2 separate regions of the Sus scrofa genome follow, and region 1 is linked to region 2. The links are chromatin contacts, called in public Hi-C maps. All regions are on one chromosome and are shown on one strand. Each heading gives the region's core, a stretch centred on a gene start, on an enhancer-like site or on the middle of the called end of the contact. The rest is flanking DNA. Distances are from core to core; before and after follow the strand shown.

Evidence for each region. Hi-C and Micro-C count contacts between places; a contact is called where the count stands out from the background.
Region 1: a contact with region 2 is called in a Hi-C map of fetal liver, with 1.9 times the contacts expected there. The contact joins the enhancer-like site here to the promoter of C1H18orf25 in region 2. A contact is called at or near these places in 4 of 47 Hi-C or Micro-C datasets (fetal liver, heart right ventricle, liver and 1 more).

Annotation. Positions count from the first base shown.
Region 1 is chr1:95,858,563-95,863,851 of Sscrofa11.1, forward strand. All of the region lies in intron 2 of C1H18orf25, which reads left to right. Among named protein-coding and RNA genes, the nearest start is that of C1H18orf25, 52 kb to the left of the region's middle. Within about 2 kb of position 3,014, at least 1 of the 83 cell types and tissues checked has an H3K27ac peak or open chromatin away from gene starts, as enhancers often do. A contact at or near this core is called in fetal liver, where this site is marked.
Region 2 is chr1:95,805,851-95,811,073 of Sscrofa11.1, forward strand. It overlaps C1H18orf25, which reads left to right and starts at 2,874. Exons shown (of 5, transcript XM_003121416.6): 1 at 2,874-3,027.

The sequences.
Region 1 (5,289 bases), core at 1,764-4,263, 53 kb after region 2:
TAAGGAGTGTTGTTTTGAAAATCAATAGTTTTTTTTTATATGAGTTGTGCTTTACAGTGACTGCACTGTTTTTGGATTGCACGATTAAAAAATTCCTTTCAGAAAAATTTGTCTTTGTATTATGGACATTTAAAGAAGTATTAAGTATTTGAAGCAGTTTTAGTGCTTTTTTAAAAACATGACTGCTGTTGTGGATTATTGAATTCTCTTTCACCAAGGCAAAGTCTGTGTTCCTAAGATTATAGTGCTTATATGTAACCATACCAGGAAGTGGGAATTATTTTTGGATTATGTGGTGGCATTTTTATATAGGTATTCGTTTAGAAGTGCCTGGTGGTTTTCACTTCATTTCCCTTTAATTCCCTTAATTTTCCTAAACTTCTAAGAATAAGGAATATAACCTGTTTCAACTTTTTTTGTAGTATATAAAGGACTAATGCTGAACAGAAACTTCTTTCAACCTATAATATTAATCTAGACATGGTTGAAATGCTTTTTATTTAAGAATATAATCCCATATCTGGATTTTGTCATCTCCCTAGTGTGAATATATGGAATTTAGTTGCTGGTATTTAAAGGGGTCACTAAAGGTAAATGTGTTTTTTGATAATCTGTCTGCAGCCTCTTTTCTTCCTAGTTTGTACACTTTTACTGTTCTAGGACATTAGATTCCTAATTATTTTAAGAGAATTTAACCAGCAGGTTAGACTTATCAGGTTATTTGAGCCACTTGTTAGGCAGTAACTTTCAATTATATTGCTGTGTACTTTGTGTGTATTATTAAAACTGAGTGTAGTAAGAGCTCAAGTAAAATTTTAATTTAGAATGTAATACAGAAAAATTAAAATTTTAAGACTTAATGTTTTCATGTTGAAATGAAGTGTTTTAAAAATTTTGTTCTATTTAGAATAAAGGATCTGTCATTTGGGGGCTCCAAGAGAAAAGCCTGGGTTTTTTGTTTGTTTGTTTTTGTTATCAAGTCAAATGAATAAGCCTAGTCTCAAGGGAATATGTGTATACGTGTGCTCATGTATGTGTGCCCACCTACAGAGTTCTGAAATGACCGATTCTTTGTTTTTAAGTAATGCTATAGTTGACAAATTGCTGGAGATAACTATGCAGTAGTCTACAGGGCTTTTAATGGATTCAGGTCATTAATATATCCATTCATTGCTTCCTAAATGTGTAAGAAAAAAAACAGTTGCCCATATACCAGCTAGGGCGATTAAATTAGAGGGGGGGAAGTTAATTTATTTCTTAGATTATCAAGTAAAGGTTTTGAGTGTCTTATTTGTTTCACTGGCAGACTGAGTCAAAGAATATATAGAAACTAGTTTATTTTGCTTCATTGCTTTTGTCATTCCTTATGGTTATGTATATTTAAAAACAGAAAGAGACCCTGGTCTCTGGGGCAAGGTGTAGCTCAATTTAATTAGATTTATTGCTTAAAATTTGTATGCAAGCCAGAATATTAGAAATGAAATTATTTTAAATTGATTAAATCTGCTGTTAATTAGAGAAATGCTGTTGTGATTCCTTTTGTTAAGAAAACAAAGCATCCAGATTGATATTACTGAGAATTTTTATTTTTAATATACAGCTAAATTTGCCTAATGGTACAATTATGTGAAAGTTACAGGAAAGATGGTGAATAGATTTCATACTGTCATTATTTGTTTAGAATAACAAAGGCAAGTATTTTGCAGAAAGTGACTTTTTAAAGTAATTAAAGTAATAGCTTGTGTTGCATCTTCTCTTTGTATTATTTATATGTTACAGTGAGGACACAGTGAGAAAGATTTTGTGGAGTTCCACGTGTCAGAAAATACAGTATCAAAACAATTGCAGCAAATTTGTTAAGCTGAAATTTTATTATTAAATTCTCTATAAAATTGTTCTCAAAAAATAATTCTCAAAATCTCAACAAAATGGCATATATGCCCTCAATCATTGTACACAACAAAACTTGTCTTTTAAAGTTGTCTGGAGTGGTTGTATGAATACATTAATTGTAAACAAGATGAATAACTTCCTAGTACTGTCATTTTCATTTTTTTCTTCATTGCTATTTTTAATTTCTCTGAAGTTTTACACAGTGCAAACTGTTAGTTTACTAGTATTGAGTAGATCTTGTCATGTTAACTTAAATTACCACAACATAAAATAGAAGGCATTCTAAGAAATGAAAGAATAATCATCCATGAGGAAGGGTGTTTTTTGTTAACAAAGTCTTATTCATATTATAACTTTAAGATTTGGGAAGAATACTATCAAATTGTGATTTTTAGTTTTTATTGCATTTCTTTTAATCTTAACTCTGCATTTGAAATGTATCAACTAACCTAGATAAATAAAAATTTTTAAAAATAAATGTTTCTTGAGATTTATATAAAATTAATCTTACATCACCACCGAAAAAAAAAGAGAGAAATGTTTCTTGTTACTCTTTTTTGCATTAGGTGTACCTGAGTCAAGAAACTTGCTTTTCCATAATGAAATGAATGGCATTAGTTTGTAGGTGGTGTAACTAATAATAGTTTTTATATGATGTTTTTTGGATAATTTTCTGGTTTTTTTTTTTTTTTGTAGTTGGTATGTTGAAAAAGGTTATAACAGAATACCAGTGTTAACATAAAAGGTGGGGATTATTATTTGTCCTTCCAAGTTAACCTATTAAAAATTGGGAAATATTTAGAAACTAGCAAAACTCAGACTACTTTACAGAATAATTTAAAAGCTGAAATGGATGTATCTCTAGCAGGGTACACAGACATGAGGATGTAGCTAAAGTCATAATCTAATTTTCATGTTCTTTTGTGTATGTGATTCAGATATTTTAGTTTTGTTCTCTATAGATCTCGATCCTCAAAGCAGTAAGTAGGTTGTGGAATTGTCCCTGAAATTCAAAGATAAATTGAAAAAATGGTGTCCTCTTCAAGTGCCTTGTTTACTGTGTTTAATCTTGAATATTTCCTTTTACCTCTTCTTTGGTACTTTCAGAGTTAACTCTTCATCAGTATCATAGGTAACTTTTCTGGGTGGACAGAATGACCTGTCATTTATTGGTATGATATACGAACAGACGTAACCCTTAAAGCTTTATTCCTACTTTGGAAACTGTCACATCTAAATTTTTAATAATTGAGATGAATATAATGGGAAAAATACAAAATAGACATTGATTCAGTTTTATTTTTAAAATGATTTACCTCCTAAACATAAGGTTTCAGTGCATATTGCTGCATTTCATTTTCATTTAGCACTGTCTTCTCAGACATTTTTCTTTTTACTAAAATAGCTTTATGATATTACTATAAAGATACAGAGTTTTTGGTATTTAAAAATTCTTTTCTAGAGATGGCACTTTTCTTTATAGATTTTTGTCTTTTGGCTAGATGTAATTATCTTTACCAAGACATACTTTGAAAATGACTTTATTCAGATTATTGTCTGTATATATGTATACACATATACTTCGATAGTAATAAAATATAGGATATATGTTCTCAAGTATTTTTTCTCATGTGCAAATATCAGTTTTCATCTTGGTAAATATTTAGGTGTGCATTGAAGAAGGAAATTTTTCTTGGGTAGGTTTTAACCAAGATGTAGATTCCCTTCTGCAACTCTTGAGGTTTGCCCCTTTCTCTCAATCCCTCAGGCCCACACTGAATTCCCTACACCTCTTTTCCTTATCTGCCCACCACACACATGCTCCTTCCTTTTAGACTCTTTAGGTGGGTAATATCTAAGAACTCTTCTTTTTGGTGTAATTTTTTTGAATCTCACTATCTGGATTGAGGTTGAGTGTGGTTTCACCCCCTCCCACTTTCTCTAGATGTAGATAATGGCATTGGACTTGGGCCCATTAATGACTGGGGCAACAACCTGTTCTAGGGTCCTTTGACAGCAAGACAGATTTTTTTTTTTCTTCCCCTAGTGAGGGATTTTGGGAGATTGGCTGTAGTAGAGAGGAGAGAAGGACTGTATCACCACAGCTCTGTGAAGAAACTGAGTCATACAGTTAAGAAGTAGGCAGAATTATAACCTGTATATTTGCTGTCAGAAATCTGTATAATTCTATACCTCCCCTGCTACTCCCAGTCCCAGTCTCATCCTTGCTATTCCCCATTCCCTCACTGCTGAGAACACCTGTAATTTATTCTGGTTTCACCTTGCTAGGACTCAAGTTTCTCACCTGTAAAGTGGGAGTGGTAAATTACATATAATCTTATTTTTAAAATTCTGTGCCTTTGTCAATTTTGAAAAGAGGGATTTGTCAGTGATAAACATAGTAAACGATGTTAGTATGTAACACAATAAAGGTTTTTTTTTGTTTTTGTGATTCAAATAGTTTCTGTGAGATGTGGAAGAGAACAGCTTTTAGTTTTCTAAAAGAAAAACTAAACATTTTTTGACAAGGGTTAACATCACTGTATCAGTGTGTATTGAACAGACTCATCTGTGCTGGTATTTGCAAAGTTAGAACCTGTTTATAGGCTAGGAGGTCAGTGAGAGAATACAAACCTATCTAGCATAAAATAGATGAATTGATGTTCATAAACATAGAGGATTGCTTGACCTTTTATTTTTCTTGCCTTGTAATGAGCAATAAAAATTTTTACAATATTTCAATCGGGAGGAGAAACAGCGCTTGGATTAACCACAGACCAAATAGGTATTAAATAATTGTGTTAAGTTTACCTTTATATAGAGACACTTTTAATGATCATAGAAAAATGAGTAAGTCCTTGGTATGAATTGATGTTTTAAGATTGACAGACACCAAATGGGAGAGTATGCAGTTGGGTAACCTCTATATTGTAGACATGGAATGTTTAGTGACTACATTTTAAGCTGGAAATGTTCCCATGTGTAATTTTATTTGAAGTGACTGTTTTGATGTTTTCGCAAGTCAGAATAATGGTAGTAACAAGTGCTATTGCTTTAACAGCACAGAGGAGCAATCAAGAAAGAGGGAGGGTAGTATCCTATGTTTATTCTATCCTGTAATGAATTGTTGGAGTCAGATTAGGAGTACAGCTGCTTCTCTTATTAATGTACTGAGTTTTTCTAGCTCCTCTTTAATGGTTTGATTTTTTTTTTTTTTTTTTCCTTTAAGAGATTCTTACGTCAAAAGGATCTTACCTGTCTCTTTAATTCTGTTGTGGAGCAAGAATCGTGTTTTAAAAGAATATCACAAATTGTCCCCATCAGTTAGCTAATATTCACTTAGTGGTTCAAAGTCCAAAGCTCTGATGCTAAGTATTTTATGTATTTATTTTTTGA
Region 2 (5,223 bases), core at 1,624-4,123:
CGCAGTGGCCTGGGTCACTGCTGTGGCATGAGTTCAATCCCTGGCCCAGAAACTTCTGCCTGCCTCGGGTTTGGCTCCCCTCCCCCCCAAAGTCAAAGTTTTAGGATCCTGGTTTTTTTTTTTTTTTTTTTTTTGATACCAATTCTCCAACAACAATTGAGTGTCCAACCATCCAGTTCAGTTCTGACACTCACTGTCCAGATTTAGTACAGACCCCACAGGCTCTGTCCCATGGGGCTGTCCTACTTCAGATGCTAGCCACAAGAAGGGTCCCTGGGCTACTCATACTTATGTTCTACGGACTATAAATTCAAGGGTTCCTGTGACTTCTTCCTAAGTTTGGTAACTGGCTAGAATGACTCACAGAACTCAGAAGGGCACTTTCCCTACTGTTCCCTCAGGAAGAGCCTTGAACATGGGGGTGGAGCAGGCACAGAGCTTTTCTGCCTCTGGGGATGGGGGTCTTGGAGCAGCTCAGAGTGTTCACCAACCTGTCAGCTCTCTCAGCTGCATCACGTATTGTTATTATCCAGGTTTCCTTAGGTAGACATTGTTAATTAAATCATTAGTCATTGGTGATTGAACTCAATCTCCTTCCGGAGGTGGGAGTGGGGCTAAAAGTTCCAACCCTGGTCTTTCCTCCAGCGATGGTTTGTTCAGAGGACCAGCCTGCATCCTGAAGCTACCTAGGGGCCCATCAAGAATCACCTCATTTGTAAATCAACTATACCTCAATTTAAAAAAATCACTTCCTTTGCCTAAACTCAGGTTTCTTACGAAGAACAAAAGGCACTCCTATCACCCAGGAAATTCCAAGCATTGTAGCAGCTCTGTGCCAGAGGCTGGGGACAAAGATGAAATATGTGTTTTTAATTATACATGGATCCCCCGATGATGTTGTTCTCAAGAACTGTAGTTTTCGGAGGACTGGAGATGTTCTCTTCAAAGCCGATGTTGCTCAGAAACTTTTCTTCCAGATCATCTGTCTGTGGAATGTATCCCCACTGCCACATACAGGGAAGGTCCCTAGGGCTGTGGACTCTTCCCTTCTTTCCTACTGCTTTCCTTTCTGTTTCTCAGTGGGCAGTTCTAGCCTCCTCCCCTCCCTGTGCTCCTTTGGGGCTTCCCCCTGCTGTGGTCAGCATGGGGTCAATGCTCTCCTTCCTCTGCATGTGTTAGCAGGCCAGGACATCCGCTTTCTGCTTGTCTTGACCAGAACACTCCATAGAAGTCTGGTGAGAACTTTGAACCCCGCTTCCCTGTTCATGTTTTACAAGTGAGGCCCAGGACTTACCGTCGGGGCTCAGTGGTTAACGAACCCGACTAGTATCCATGAGGACTTGGGTTCGATACCTGGCCTCACTCAATGGGTTAAGGATCTGGCATTGCCATGAGCTGTGGTGTAGGGTGCAGGTGTGGCTTGGATCCTGCGTTGCTGTGGTTGTGGTGCAGGCAGACAGCTGCAGGTCTGATTCAACCCCTCCTGGGAACTAGCTGTAGGTGTGACCCTAAAAAAGCAGAGGTGCGGTGGGAAGGGGAAGGGACTGACAGCCATGAGCTTAGTAGTTAGTTCTCTGCTCTTTTTTCTTCTGAAAGAGCCTGAGCTCTTGTCAGTACCCCACAACCTCTCAAATTTCTTGAGGACTAAGGTAGCAGGGAAATAAATGAATAAATGATGAATGAGTGAAATAACATAGACAAAATGTTTATCTGGCACATGGTATGTTCTCAGTGAATTTTAAGGAGGCAGTTGGTGGTAGCAGTTAAGAATGCTGGCTCAGGGAGTTCCCGTTGTGGCTCAGTGGTTAACGAATCTGACTAGGAACCATGAGGTTGCAGGTTTCATCCCTGGCCTTGCTCAGTGGGTTAAGAATCCGGCGTTGCTGTGAGCTGTGGTATAGGTTGCAGATGTGGCTCGGATCCCCGCGTTGCTGTGGCTCTGGGGTAGACTGGTGGCTACAGCTCCCATTAGACCCCTAGCCTGGGAACCTCCATATGCCGCGGGTGCGGCCCAAGAAATGGCAAAAAGACAAAAAAAAAAAAAAAAAAAAAAAAAAAGAATGCTGGTTCAGGAGTTGGGCTGTCCGTGCCTGCCACTTACTGATGTGTAACCTTGGGCAGGTCACTTTACCACTCTGCCTGTTCCACTTTTGTCCCTGGGGGCCAGGAAAACCACCAAACCCAAAGAGTTGGGAGGATTAAAGGAATGAATCTGATCAGATGCATAGCACAGTGCCTTGCACACAGTAGGTATCCAAAGAAATTAGGTATTATTATACAATTATTTTATCAGTTAATTCATTTAGTCAGGGATGGAAAATTGTTTGTAGGAAGTCAGCATAAATGAGTGAACTGGGGGAGCTTAGGGGCCTGATCTCAAAGGGAGACAGATGTTAAGGGGAGTGTGAAGCCAGCACTGTGATTTTCAGAATCTCCTCTTGGGAAAAGTCATCCCAAGTCCCAGCATGGCTCTTGAAAAGGTAAATATCTTTCATATTTTCTCCTGAAGTCTTTGTGTATTCGTTTATTTGTCAAAACCCCGCTTTTAGGGAGAGCAAGCCCTTGACCAGATCTTGGGTTGTGAGGTTTGTTCTCAGCACTTTTTTCTCCTCCTTAAGCCCTGTACCCTCCAGGTGGGCTCGCTCCCACTTCACCTTTCTGCCGGGTCCCACGTCCAGCTCGGTTTCCTGGACCCCAGATCTCGACGAAGGGCTTCGAAAACTCAAAGCGCAATCGGGAGTGACTTGGCAGAGGTGGAATTTGGGGGCGTCGGCATCGCACGTAAGGGCGGAGCGGGATCTCCCTGGCGAACCTTGTCTCACCAGCAGGTGGCGATCTATCTGCAAGGCGTGCAAGGTTCATCCAGAAACTTGAACGGGATGTTGATGCCACTGCACGAGAGAGGAGCACAGCCGAATCTCCCCTAGCCGAGCTGCGAAAAGGTGGGAGAGAAGGGAGCGGACTCCCTCCTGGAGTGACTCAAGGATTTAGACGCCACGAGCTTCCTTCGGCAAGGCTTCAGGAAAGGTGAGTCCTGAGCAGCGCACGGGAAAGGGAGCGCAGTCCTTTTCTTAAGGCATCGTCCGTGACTTGTATTGACTGGCTTTCCGACCCTCTGGGAAAGACATTTCTCGAAGGGAGCTGCCTGAGCAGATGGAGGGAGCGCGGGAAAGAAACCCGGGAAGCCAGTGCCCGCGCGCCCGGCGCTCTGCAAAGGGAGGAGAACGGGTCGGCTCCCTCCAGATGGCGCTCTCTGGCTTTCTCTAGGCCTCCCGCTCCTGTCCCTAGAGGCCCCCCGCCGCAACGGCCGCTCTAGCCGACCGGCGCGGGCTCTGTGGTTCCGGGCGGAAGTGAGGCGCCGAACGGAACGGCCTCTGGTGACATTTTCTCCGGGCGGCGCGGACGAGTGAAGGGACTTGGTGGTGGAGGCTGCGGAGGCGGCGAGATTCTCTTTGGCCCCGGCAGGGCTCTGGCCACTGCCCTCTGTTCGCCGCCGGGGCTTGTGCCGAGAAGGTGAAGGCGGCGGTGGCCGTCGCATTCCGAGTCGCCGAGGCCCGGAGGGACCCGGGGGGTCGGTGCGTGCCCCGACGGGGCGCGCGGAGCGGGCGAGGAGGTGCGGAGCCGCCGCGGGGCGCAGGTGAGGCGGGAAGGGGCGCAGGGCCGGAGCGGCTGCGTCCCGGGGAGGGCTCAGTTTGAGTCGGAGGGGTGCGGGCCGCGGGCGAGGTTTTGCGGCGTCCGGGCGCCGGGGTCTTAGCGTTTCGGACGTGGCGGGAGGCGCGGCCCGGGAGGGGGCCAACGAGAGGGGCGGAACAGCGGGACCCCTTGCTCTCCCGTCGGTCAGTGACCTTCGCGTCCTCCGGGCCCGGCGGGTTGGCCGGCGGCGCCTCCCTCCCTTTCCCGGACCAGGCGGGTCCCTTTCCCTGGCAGCAGAGAGGAGGATGGAAGTGCTGCAGCCGGTGGGCCGCGGGCCGGAGAGGCTTCGCGGCCCTGGAGTTGTCTTCGTGCAACTTTCCGGCGCCCCGGGCCGCCGGGGAAACGGCGGCGGCGGCTGCTCTGCCAACTCTGCCAGCCCCGCGAGCTGGAGTCTGGCGCCGAGACCCGCCGACTCCCGAGAGCCCCGGTGGCTGCCCCTGCGCCGTGACTGCGGAGGCCTAGGAGGAGGGAGGATGGTTTTCTCCGGCTTGGCGCCGCCTGCGTCTCGGCGCTTCCTCTACCTTCGGTCGGCAGACGCCTTCGGTCAATGGGAGGGATGTGTCAGTCTCCCAAATTGACCTCTCCTGGCAAGTTTGTCAACTTTATTTAGAAAACCCGGCGAGGACGTAAGCTGACCAGCCTCAACTTAAAGATCACAGACTTCTCGGACTCTCTCAGGAAGGATCCTCTCTTTTCAAAGCCCCGTAGTGCTTTGTAGTTGATTTCTTATATCGCTGATCTCGGTGTATTGTTGGGGCAACAGCCCTCAACGGAGGCTCACGTCATTCATGCTCCCTTTTAAATCATCTCCGCTGTCACAGAATAGATGCTCGCAGGTTGAAGGAATGAACGCCTGTACTTGTTCTCCCAGAGTGAACCGCTTGAGCAGTTTGTGCTGGATGTGCTTTTTGTTGCTCGCCTGAGCGTCTGCTTTCTGAATCCTTCCCCTCTAGGATGAAAACCCACTGATGATGCTTTGTCAAGGTTGGACCTCTTAATTACAAATACATCTGGCAGTTTTGCTCAGCCTATTATTGTGCAGTGTGTTGGGCACATGTTAGCAGTTTGAATTACTCCCTTTCTTCTCCTGGGATATTTTAAGGCTGGAGGCTGTTAACTTTCTAATGTGGTTTTGCTGATCCTGGCAATCTGGATTTCTTCAATAAGAGCATTGTCTTTTGGTTTAACAAGCATTTTTAGAGACCTGCAACTGATAGTTATTACCTGGTGTCCTGAAGAGTCACAAACACGGAGGTTTTTTAGTAGGAAGTATAATATTTTGGCCAAATAATCTGGCCAATACAATGCCTAGTAGAGTGCTTTATGCACAGTAGGTGCTGAGTAAATAAAGACATTATGAATTAAATTTGAACTCTGGGAGTTCCCATGGTAGCTTAGTGGTTAATGAACCCAGCTAGTAACCATGAGGTTTCGGGTTTGATCCCTGACCTGGCTCAGTGGGTTAAGGATCTGGCATTGCCCTGAGCTGTGGTGTTGGTCGAAGATGAGGCTCGGATCTGGTGTGGCTGT